Linked DNA regions of Mus musculus: region 2 is linked to region 1. The links are chromatin contacts, called in public Hi-C maps. All regions are on one chromosome and are shown on one strand. The core of a region is the stretch at or near the end of the contact, and the rest is flanking DNA. Distances in the headings are between cores, read along the strand shown.

Region 1 (5,878 bases), core at 1,695-4,194:
CACTTGGCTAACAAAAGATTAATGTTTAATTTTTTTAGTTTTAAAACCCAGTTTAGATGACTCTCTGGTGTAATAAATAATTTAGGAGACTAAATGTATCACACAAAGTCTACATGGCCCTTCTAAAAATCATTAGGTGTGCCTTAAATATTATTCCACTGAAGTCTCTAACTGAATGGGAGTGGAACAAAAGGATACTGAAAAGTATTCAAATTATTAAGGACTTTCTCTCAGCACATCTTAATCCCAGAACTCAGGAGATTGAGGCAGATTAATCTCTGAATTTTTAGAGCCTGATCCACAGAGTTTCAGGACAGCCAGGGCTACACAAAGAAACTACGTCTTGGGTGAGGGTATGTTCTAAGAACTGTGGCTCTCAGGTTTAACTTTCCTAGGCAATATTAAGCTGTAGACTCAAACAAACCCTTGGGTATGCTTAGATGATAGAGAACTAAAGCAGCTTGAGGTACTGAAGGAGCCTGACATACAAACCTGTGTGAACTTTGGCCAAATAGTAAAACAACTGTTTTAGGTTTCTTTTCTCCATTCCTTAATTTATCAAAGTTCTTCTTCTTCTCCTTCTCCTTCTCCTTCTTCTTCCTTTCTGACATAGTGGCATAATGTAGTAACTGAACTAAAAAATGAAAACTATATGAAACATACATTTCAGATTATTGATCTGATAGCATTAAGAAATGTCACACAAGGCTGGGTGTGGTGGTGCACACCTTTAATCCCAGCACTCAGGAGGCAGAGGCAGGCAGATTTCTGAGTTCGAGGCCAGCCTGGTCTACAGAGTAAGTTCCAGGACAGCCAGGGCTACACAGAGAAAACCTGTCTCGAAAAACAAAAACAAAAACAAATAAACAAACAAACAAAAAGGATACCTTTTGAGACAAGGACTTATTGTGTAGCTCTGGCTGTCCTGGAATTCACATAGACCAGACTGGCCTTGAATTCACAGAAATCTGTCTGCCTCCGCCTCTGGAGTGCTGGGAGGAAATGTGTGTAATCATCACCCAGTCCCCAGTGAAGTTTTTAGTAAAACTGAGACAGTTAATCTTTGCTCTGAGCAAACCAAAGGAAACAGGAAGTAGGTAAGCACACCAAGAACCATCAGATCACTGCTCCTGCAACAACAGCAACAAAGCTTTAAAGCAAACTAAGGTGTCTTGCAGCATCCTGGAGAGGTCCCAGAAACTTGTGGATACAACCTCAGGTGCTCAAATCTCTTATACAAAATGCAGCTCTTGTAAATGACCTATGTATCTCCCCCACACCCTTCAAACTGTCTCCTGATTATATTATTTATACTGCTTAGTACAATGGAAATAACCACTTAAAAGATAATGATGAGAAATTGTCTCCGTGTTTACTAGCTCAGAAGCAATTTTTTCCCCTGAATATTTTCAATTGTATGTTGAAGGTTCAGTTGTAGCACTATTTAAACCGAGTTCTAGAGTAGAAATAAAGGAACTAACACATCTAACTGTGATAATCTAAACAGGAGTGGGGAAAAAGAAAGAAAAAGGACTCCATGATTATCCCCAACACTGTGATGAACATTTTACCCAACAGAACGTTTAAGACAACAGGCTAAGCCTCTCTATGACAGACTCTTTTCCATTTGAATGGGGTTGAAGGTAAACTTAGGCTGCTAAAGCAAGATACAAACCTAAGGATTCTAGAGGCCTTAAGAATTTGAGATCAGCTAGGCTGTGGTGGCCCAGGCCTTTAATTACAACACCCAGGAGGCAAGAGGATTTATACAAGTTTGAGGGGAGCCTGGTCTACACAGAGAAACCCTGTCTGGAAAACCCGGGGCCGGGAAATCCAAGATCACAGAAGAACATACTGGAGCAAGTCAAAACTGTAGACAAAGACTTTTTAAAAGTAGGTACTGTCAGATAGTCTGGATTTCAAACACAATTTCAAAATGTAGATGCTATATAATCATTTTTTTTGTAAATTTGCAAAATTACACACTTATAAAAGAAAATTTGTAAAATATAGAAAAGAAAAAATCCTGCCTACAGTCAATCAATGGAGGTTAGCATCTTACGCTTTATAGTTGAATTCTACACTTTGTATTCTCTGTACTGCTTTGGTGTCTTTGAGTTACTAATTATTGTTTATTTATTGAGACAGGTTCTCTATGGATTTCCTGCTGGCCTCTTAAGTAGCTCAGACTGGCCTTGTAATTTCAATTACTCTGCCTTTACCTTTCAAGGGCTGACATTACACATAGTCTCAACGAGAATTTCCTTGGCAGGTTAAAACTAATACCCCTTTTTAAACAAGTGGTATTATGTTCTGGTTTTTGATTACCAAGTTTAAAAAAAAAGAATCACTGTCATGTTTTACAATAACCTTCCCAAACCAATGTGAAGTAGACAGAAAAATAAATGAAAATCGATCAGAAGCGAGGGATTAGGGCTAAACTAGGTTGCATCATCATCATCATCATCATTATTATTATTATTATATCAAATGGGTCGCATGTTATACCTCACTTAAATTCATAGAGGCACACTGAGTGGCGAGTTAAAATTCAATAGGGATCTGCATCCTTTTAAACATGTGGACTCCAGGACGCTACAACTCCCTTCAGAAGAGGCGTAGGCGTCATAAGAAAAGTCAACCCGGCGCCGAAATTACAGGTAGCCCAGGTCACCGAGTCCGACCTGACGGCTCCAGAAGTCTCCATGATAACCACAACAGGAAGTGTGCGCCAACAGAAGCGTCCTCCCGGGGAAGCGAAGACGCTACCGTCCTAGTGCGCAGACGTCGCTCCGGGCCGCGCATGCGCTCACGTAGCCGCGCGCCCGGCCTAAAGCCCTCACTTTGTCGTCACAGGGCAGATGATCAGGGTGCGTCCGTCTTTTTCCTCCCCCTTCCATCCTCCTCCCCCTCCCCTCCCCTCGTCCCTCAATCATCTCCCCATTTCCTCTCTCTCCCTCCCTGGGGCGTCTCCTAAAGACGCCCGCTTCCGGTCAGCGGCCGGCCGCAGAAGCGTGTCCCGCCTCTTCCGCCTCCCCGGTGGCGGCGCGGGTGGCGGAGGCGGTAGCGGCAGCGGTGACTGCGCGTCTCCTGTCAGGGTCGGCGGCACGCAAGTCCCCTGGGCGGCCCAGCTGGACGTGGCCGAGCCGAAGCCCGGGGGCCGATGGCGATGAACTATAGCGCGAAGGATGAGGTGGACGGCGGGCCCGCGGGTCCTCCCGGGGGCGCCGCCAAGACCCGGAGGCCGGATAACACGGCCTTCAAACAGCAACGGCTACCCGCCTGGCAGCCCATCCTCACGGCCGGCACGGTGCTGCCCACCTTCTTCATCATCGGCCTCATCTTCATCCCCATCGGCATCGGCATCTTCGTCACCTCCAACAACATCCGTGAGATCGAGGTGAGGGAGGGGCGTGGCAGTGATCCCCCGGCTCCCAGAAGGTGACAGGCGGGCCCCGCCCTCTGGTGCCTTCTCGGTTTCTTCTGTGGCTTTTCTGAGTTTGCAGTTTTGTGGGCTCGCTTCCTTTGGCTCTCGGTTTACCTGGCTGGAAATGGAATGAATACAGCTAGAATGTCGGGTGGACGAGACTTTTTTTGGAGGCGCTTTGCGTGGGTTTCCGAGAGGTAGAGTGAATGTCTTTTAGGAGGAGATAAGAGGAAAAAGAGTTAGATTTACGTGTTTAACTCTGAGGCAACTCACAGGGGCAGACTGTTGTTATTTGGGCGGGGGTTATTCTGGGACACAGAGATTAACAAATTGGTTGGGTGTAGGACCCGGAGTCAATAAAGGTATTGATTCTTCTGTGAAGAAATTAAGTCATACAGAGCGCACACAAGTAACTTTGATTTTGAGCTAATTAGATATTTTTAGTTGTTGGCCACGATATAGTTAAAGGCATGAAACTTCAGTTCTGGTTTGTTTTTAGGCGGTATTCATTTCTAATTATGCCCCACAGTGGTCCTAATTCCTCCTGCTTGATTTTTAAAATATGCATATCAATGATTCCACACGAAATAAGTTGGAAACTAGCTATAAACGATTTCACTGGCATTACTTTTTTTTTTTTGGAATATCCTACTTAGATGTGATAGAAACACTCTACTGAGGGAAACATTTTGATTTGTGTTGGTGCAGTAATCACTGCATTTTTATCCGTCCGCATCAGTAAAGATGGGTTTATAGCAGGATGTGAGTACTGTGTGGCGGACAGTATTGGACGTCCACAAGTCCTCCATCAAATTAAGGGAGTTTTCATCTGTTTGAACTGGCAAGATCGATGTTGAGTAACCTTGCTTTCTTCTGTTGTAAAGATATATTTTTGTGTACTTAATTTAAAAATAAATACTACATTTAATTGGACGTCCCCAGTCATTTTAGCTAGGGACTTTGGTGACTTTGTTCAGTTTACTAAAGTAAGCTGGTTTATATATATATATATATATATATATATATATATACATACATACACACACACACACATATATATATATATTTTAACTGCACAGTGCTTCAGTATTAATGACAGTAAGAATAGTATCTAGAGTGTATTTTAAAAATCTTTTATTAAATTTTATTTTGACTAGAGCAAGCTCACAGCGTATGTTTTTGGTATATATTTTATCTTCGTGGTTTTAGCCTTGTGATATACTCAAAGGTAGCCCAAAATGCTCCAAAATGTAAATGAAGCTCTGGGCCAAACAGGTTGGGCAGGAGAAAAGTTTTGATTTTAGAATATTTTGGATTGTAGAGTTTGAGATTAGGTATGCTCAACTGGAGAAAACTATACAAACGTACAGAATGTTTTAAAAAAAAAAAAAAAAACTTCTCGGATGTAAAACACTTCTGTTCCCTGTCATACCTAAACCCTGAGCTCTGCAGCTTTAATTAGATTTCAGGGGGGGTAATTGACTTACTTTCTCTGAAGGTTAGTTTCTTCATCTCTAAAATAAATAGGATAATGAATTTCTTCTAAGATTTTACACTTAGATGCAAAATAGATGTGCGTTATGACCCATCAGCAGGAGATGAGAGCTAAGGACCAGCCTGAGGGATGGCTGGACTGTTGGGAGTGTTAATGTCCTGATTCCAAGGTGTAAACTCTCACACTACATCATGACCCTTACTGAGATGATAGGAAAGATAATGGGATACCTCCTAAGCATTAGACCTTTGCACCATCTCCTTTAAACTTGATATTAAGATGAAAGCAATGATGATTTAGATTGTGTATGAATATTTACTAAATTGTTAAAAAACTAGTACTGTTTACTACAGTTGGAAAATAATTTTCTTTAAAACTTTTGGGTTCTGAAAAGTAAAGTAAGGTTCTGTAAACTTAGTGATTAGTGAAATGGAAATTTCTTGTGCTTAGTGTGCCCCTGATTTTAAGAGTGTATTGTAGTGGCACAGAGGGACATTGGAGTTAAGAGCTGGCCTAGAGCGAAAGTTCCAGCTCTCACTAGGTGGTGATGGAACCCTTTTTTTTGTGAGCTGCTCTTAATACTACAAAGATTTAGAGTGGATGATCCTTAAGATGCCATTCACTTCTGAAAGTCTGTGACTCACAACTTAATTTTGATTTAAAATAATGCTATGTTCAAAAAGCCATAATTGAAATGAGAGAAAATGAAAATTAGGAGTTACTGGAAATTTTGTATTAACACCAACACATGCAGATAGAATGATTAAAATTTGAGTGTTGGATATGTAGCAAATGATTTCAAATTAGGTCTGGAGTTATTAGAAAAACCTAGAGAGCTTTTTCGACATACAAGTTTGTATGCTTGTTCTTTATTCTCTGTGTGTGCTGGAGATTGAACTCTGGGCCACGAGGAAGTGCTGTCCCACTAAGTCCTCTACCTTCTGTTAGCTGCTAGC
Region 2 (5,878 bases), core at 1,616-4,115, about 10 Mb before region 1:
TTGGTGGCAAGACTTTACCCTCTGGACTGTCTCGCTAGCCCTATCTTTGTTTGTTTGTTTATAATTTTGTGTATAAGTGTTTGCCCTCAAGTGTATTTGTGTACCACATGTGTTCCTAGTGCCATGGAGGCCAGAAGAGGACATTAGATCCCCTGATACAGGAGTTACAGGCAGTTGTAGCAGCCAGGTGGGTTCTGGGGATTGAACCCAGGTCCTCTACAAGAGCAAGTAGCTCTTTTAACTGCTGAGTCATCTCTTCAGCCCCACTATCTTCATTATAAAGGAAACACTAAATTTTAGCTTGAGTATGGAGAAAACAATTGTGCTCATGGGCTTCTAGATTAAGCTCTTCTGATCTAATTTTAAAATGGCACAACAAATAATGACTCTTGTCTTGCAGTCCTGAAGGCTTGAGTTTCAGAAGGTGAGAGGAGAGAACCAACTCCACATAGCCTCCCTCTGCCTCACATGGGGGCTGGGGCACTTGTGCAGATACACACAGCATGCACACAGAATATGTTTAAAAAGAGGGAGGGGCGTGCACAGCTGGAACTGGAGTTTCCCTGAGGTGCCCTGTGAGTGATGGGAATTGAACCCAGGCCCTGAACTAGTGCTCTTGATTAGCCATCTCTTCAGTCCTCATAATGAAATCTTTTTTTAAAAGATTTATTTATTATTTATTTTTATATGTAAGTACACTGTAGCTGTCTCCAGACACACCAGGAGAAGGCGTCAGATGTCATTAAGGATGGTAGTGAGCCACCATGTGGTTGCTGAGATTTGAATTCCGGACCTTTGGAAGAGCAGTCAGTGCTCTTAACCACTGAGCCATCTCTCCAGCCCATAATGAAATCTTTCTAAACGACCATAAACATATTTTTGTTGAGCTGACTCCACGGATAAAAGGACCAGTTGCTAAGGTTAATGGCCTCAGTTCTATACCCAGAACCCAGATGATAGGAGTGAACTGACTCTTGCAAGTTGTCTTCTGACCTCCAACAGCTGCATAACACACAATAAATAAATTTTAAAATTTGTTATTAAGGTATAATGTAGATATGGTAAAGATTATTAATTTATGTGTATGTTTGGACATGCCCCAAAATTCACGTAATCATAAAAGATCTAAAAACCAAGATTCCTTAGTGCCCTTTTTTTTTTCTTCTTGTACTTAACAGGACTTTATTGGTTCAACAATGAACAGCAAAGGAAACATTAACTATCACTCTGGGGGCGACATCATGGAGACATCAAAGTTACCCGTGGAAAAGTACCTCTTTCATATTTATCTCCCTCTACCCACCCTGGACATCCAATTGAACGCTGTCCTGATTTTTTCTTTTTTTTCTTTTTGGTTTTTCGAGACAGGGTTTCTCTGTGTAGTCCTGGCTGTCCTGGAACTCACTCTGTAGACCAGGCTGGCCTCAAACTCAGAAATCTGCCTGCCTCTCAAGTGATGGGATTAAAGGCATGTGCCACCACTGCCTGGCTGCTGTCCTGATTTTGAATCAATGATGAAAATGTTCACTCTTATACCTAGCTTCTTCTGCACAACATACTTCTGTTGATTTAAAATCAGAGAGTGGAAATAACATGTGTGGCAAGGATGTGGGAAAACAGGTATCCTCAACTTGCTGGTTGAAATGTAACCTGAGAAAACTTTTCACAAAGTAGTTTAAAGTACATCAGAACCAGGTTTGGTGGTGCATACCTCTAAATCCAGCACTTGGGAGGCAGAGGCAGGTAAATGTTTGAGTTTTGGCTAGCCTGGTCTACAGAGCTAGTTCCAGGACAGCCAGGGCTACACAGAGAAACTTGGTCTCAAAAAAAAAAAAAAAAAAAAAAATAACTGAAAAAAAAATAGAGACAGAGTTTCAGGAGCTAGACACTGTGAGTTCATGGTCCTCTCAGTCTATATAGCCAGTTCCAGGCAAGCCAGGGTTAAATATATTTAGTAAGACTCTGTTGAAAAGAGAAAAGGCTTTGACATAAAGGTTTGCCTAGGATAATTAGGTAGCTACAAAGTGTGGAAGGGCTTCAAATATCAGGGTGACTGTTTTCTGACTTATCTCCCTAATTAACAGCTCTGATCCTTTGTGTGCAATTCATGTAATTTAGTGGGTACAGGGGTACAGTGTTATTTCACAGCAGAGTACATTAAGGAGTTTTTGAACATAGGAACAATGTGAAGAGAGGTTTTGTTGTTGTTGTGGGTTGGGTTTTTTTTTTTTTGAGTATACATCCAATACTACCCCAAAGAAATAAGATGGCAAAAGATGGTACAAAGGGGTTAAGTATGGAACCTTGACTTTGACAGCAATCCAGGTTTGCCCCCTTTAGTGAGACTAAGTACTTCAAGAGTCAGAAGCTGCAATCTACAAATAGTCATGGGAACCGGACCCCCACCCCCTCCCAACCCCCAACTCCCTCAAACAGGGCATGGCTTTCTAGACACCGAAGCTTCTGGAGAGGATCACCTTCTCACTCGCATCTAGCTTCATTTCTGGCTTCCAGCGCTCTCCTAGGCCAAGTCCTGGTGATGCCGTGGAACTCAGGCTGCAGAGACAGTCCTGTCCTCAGGCCACTTCAACACCCCACCACATTTACCTGGCTTCATTTCCTATCTAAGCATCTGCCCCCCTTGAGTTTTTCCCATCCTTTCGTCACTAGCTAGTGATTTACTTATTCCTTCCTCTTTGTCACCTACAGAAAATAAAAATCTGGGTTTTAACAAGCCTCTGGGGTCTGGATACTTAGAGGGCTGGGGTTGGGGACAGGGGCGGTGGTGGATCGCGGGCGTGGGGGGGGGGCAATTGTCTCCCACTCCCCTCCCCCACCCTGCTGGCGTCATCCGAGGTCGAACTACCAATCCCGGCATGCCTCTGGGCGGCACGGGCGCAGGCTTGTGTGCGTAGCGGTTAGCCGTTGGCTGAGGCGGCGGCTGCGCGGGTCGCGGTGCTGTGAGGTCAGGCGGCGCTGGCAAATCGCGCCCAGGATGTAGAGCTGGCTGTGGCCGACGGCGCGTCTGACGCTGAGTTGGGTGGGGTAGAGAGTAGGGGGCGGTAGTCGGGGGTGGTGGGAGAAGGAGGAGGCGGCGAATCACTTATAAATGGCGCCCAAGCAGGACCCTAAGCCGAAATTCCAGGAGGGTGAGTGTGCCGCTTTGGGGAGAGGCATCTAACGGTGCACGGGAGAGAGGCTGACTCAGGGCGCTGGAGGTTTGGGGGTCGGGGTCGGCGGGGCTTGCGGCCGGGGGAAACCGTGCAGGCCTTGCTTTGTAAGGGGGAAAGGCGCACTGCGGAGGGTAATCTCAGTGCGTCATCCGCGACAGTGCTCGGTGGCGCGAAAGCGAGCCCCCGGCCACGGCCAGGGCCGAGGGCATCTCCGTGCGTGTGGCAGAGCCTCGGCGCTTGTTTGTTTGTTTTTCCGAGAGCGGAGAAAGTCTATTGAAGGGAGGTGCCCGGCGGGCGGGTGAGCGATGGCGACGGCGACGGTTGGGAGGTGATGTGGCGTGGGGGAGGGGAGCAGCGGCAGCGCATCCTCCCCGCTTAGCTCTCGGCCGCGGGCCGCGCGGGCGACTGTGGGCCGAAGGTTCGAGGCTGTTGGACAAACGAGCGGCTCTGTCTCGGCGTTGTGTGGAGTTCTGCTGTTGGGAGGACAGGGGATGGGGGGTGGGCTGTGCGCCCCGCGGCGGGAGAACTGCGTTGTAAGATGGCCGCGGCAAGATGGCCGCGCCATCATGGCTGCCGGCGTCTCGCAGCTTACACGCAGCTTCGGGCCAGATGCAGCGCCCCCTGGCACGGCGATCACGCGCAGACCAGTTCCTCCTCTTGCCTCTGAGTGATGGGTGGGGACAGAAAAAAAAATAAAACTGGAGCCGCCCGAGCGAGTTCCTAGGCTTGCTGTTGCCTGAGGGCATCGTTTTGCTGTTTTTGGAGCTGTGCGCCAGGGCCCTTTAAGTACTCTGTGCTCTGCCGAGCGGTTCTCGTGGAAACAGTTTTTAGTTCCTCCTTAGGGCGTTTCCATCTTGAGATGCATGGCCTCTTTGTCATTTTTAAATACAGTAGTTGCTTGACTGGTTGTAGTAGTATTCGATTTTAATGGCGATTTGAAAGCTAACGCTTATTAGTTGGCTTTGACTGAGAACGTTGCTGATGAACGGTTACTGCTAATGGAAAGCAGTTACTCGGTTCTCACAACTCATCTGTCGAGGTGATTTACTGATATACTAAAGGAAATAAAACTATAAGCATAAAAAGGAACACTTTAAACTTGTTACTGCCAGATACGGCCGTCTGTGTTTATCATCATACATGCTGGGTCCAGGCGCTTGCGTAACTCCTGTTCTAGGATGTTTAACCAGTAAAGTGCCAGACTTTTAAAAGTCTCAAGTTCCAAATCGAAACGTTTTAATTAATCGATGTACAAGGACAGGCGGATCTCTGAGTTTGAGGCCATTCTGGTCTACTTAGAGCTTTTCAGGACATCCAGAACTATACAGAGAAACTCTTGTGTGTGTATGGGGAACGGGGTGTTGCTCTATACCCAGTGGAGGTTCAGGGAGTGTGGAGACCTGCGCAGGTGGATGGATCTCTGTTAGCTCATTGTCCAGTCAGCCCATGGGTGAGCTACAGCTAAAGTAATCGACCATCTCAAAAACTAGTGTGAAGAGTTAGCTACTATGGAAGACACTGAGCTGGCTGGTCCTCACTTGTAGATAGTGTAAGATGGTGTACACTGTAGTTTTGCCAACTCTGCGAAACAGTTGGTTTCCTTTGTAATTTGATGTTTTATGTAGCAGAGCATGCCAAGAGGCCCATAGATTTCTGATTGTCAGAGCACAAAAGCTTAAATCCTTGGTTGATGTTAGAAACTAGAAATCAAGAATGGTTGATAATAACCCAGAGAACATCTAGAAAGGAAACAGTGTTGATGGGATTATTTTGAAATCTTGGTAGAATTTTGATAGTGAAAGGTGGTAACTTTCCATTTTGTTGATGTTTGTGTTGCATTATTTTATGTGTGTGAGTATCCTCAGAAGCCAGAAGGCGGCATTGGATTTCCAGGAACTGGGCCTGCTGGGAATAGAAATGCTTCTCAGTTCCTTGTGTGTGTGTGTGTGTGGTGGTGGTGGTGGTGGTGGTGGTGGTGGTGTGTTCTTAAAAAATTCATCAGCCCAGGGCAAGATTTTTGTCATTTGAGAGTAGAGTGGATCTGAGGATGGAGAACTGCCTTCTTAATTTGTCCTTTCCACTTGTTAGACTGATGTACATCAGTTAGTTAGTTGTGTGTGTGTGTAAATTTTCATTATTCAAAGAGCCTTACTTAGTGTAGTTTTTAGCTGAAGCAGCCAATTTTAAAAAGGTATTTCAGATTAGTTTAAAAGATAACCTGGAGTGAAATCAGTAATCACAGATCTGAGCTTAGTGCTTCTGTTTAATAGTAGCATGTTCTACCCATTTATTTGGGTCTTAGCTTTGGACTGTTGGAAAAGAAAGTCTGGTCAATTATCCATCTTTATTCAATGTGGGCTTAGGTTTAGTGATGCTTTCAACAGTTGAGTGGTACAGAATTTTATAGAGCCATGATGTTAAAGTTACTGGACCTTATTCTAGAATTCTAACAGTAAAGGTCTCTGGTGAAGCTTATGAAAAAAATAGCTTAAAAATCACTCGAGTCTAAGGATGAGTTTGAAGAATGCTCCCATGGCATGCACAGATCATTAGATACAGAGTCGTTAGATATGGTGGTAGGAATCCAGAAGGTGGTCAGGATCAGCATCTCCCTTCTACTTTCACATGTTTGTTCTGTGTTCCACCGGTGGCGAACAACATGTATCACTACTTTTACACACTTGTTCCTGCTGTTTGGATCCTGC

The links. A called contact is a pair of places that touch in the nucleus more often than the background predicts.
Region 2: a Hi-C map of B cells shows a contact between it and region 1, with 5 read pairs. The contact joins the promoter of Morf4l1 here to the promoter of Tmem30a in region 1. A contact is called at or near these places in 2 of 484 Hi-C or Micro-C datasets (B cells and CD4 T cells).

What each region holds. Positions count from the first base shown.
Region 1 is chr9:79,790,496-79,796,373 of GRCm38.p6, reverse strand. It overlaps Tmem30a (transmembrane protein 30A), which reads left to right and starts at 2,944. Exons shown (of 7, transcript NM_133718.4): 1 at 2,944-3,400. The coding sequence starts at 3,164. 4930429F24Rik (RIKEN cDNA 4930429F24 gene) reads right to left here and starts at 2,733. Exons shown (of 3, transcript NR_040734.1): 1 at 2,509-2,733; 2 at 489-634.
Region 2 is chr9:90,111,807-90,117,684 of GRCm38.p6, reverse strand. It overlaps Morf4l1 (mortality factor 4 like 1), which reads left to right and starts at 2,865. Exons shown (of 12, transcript NM_024431.3): 1 at 2,865-3,149. The coding sequence starts at 3,110.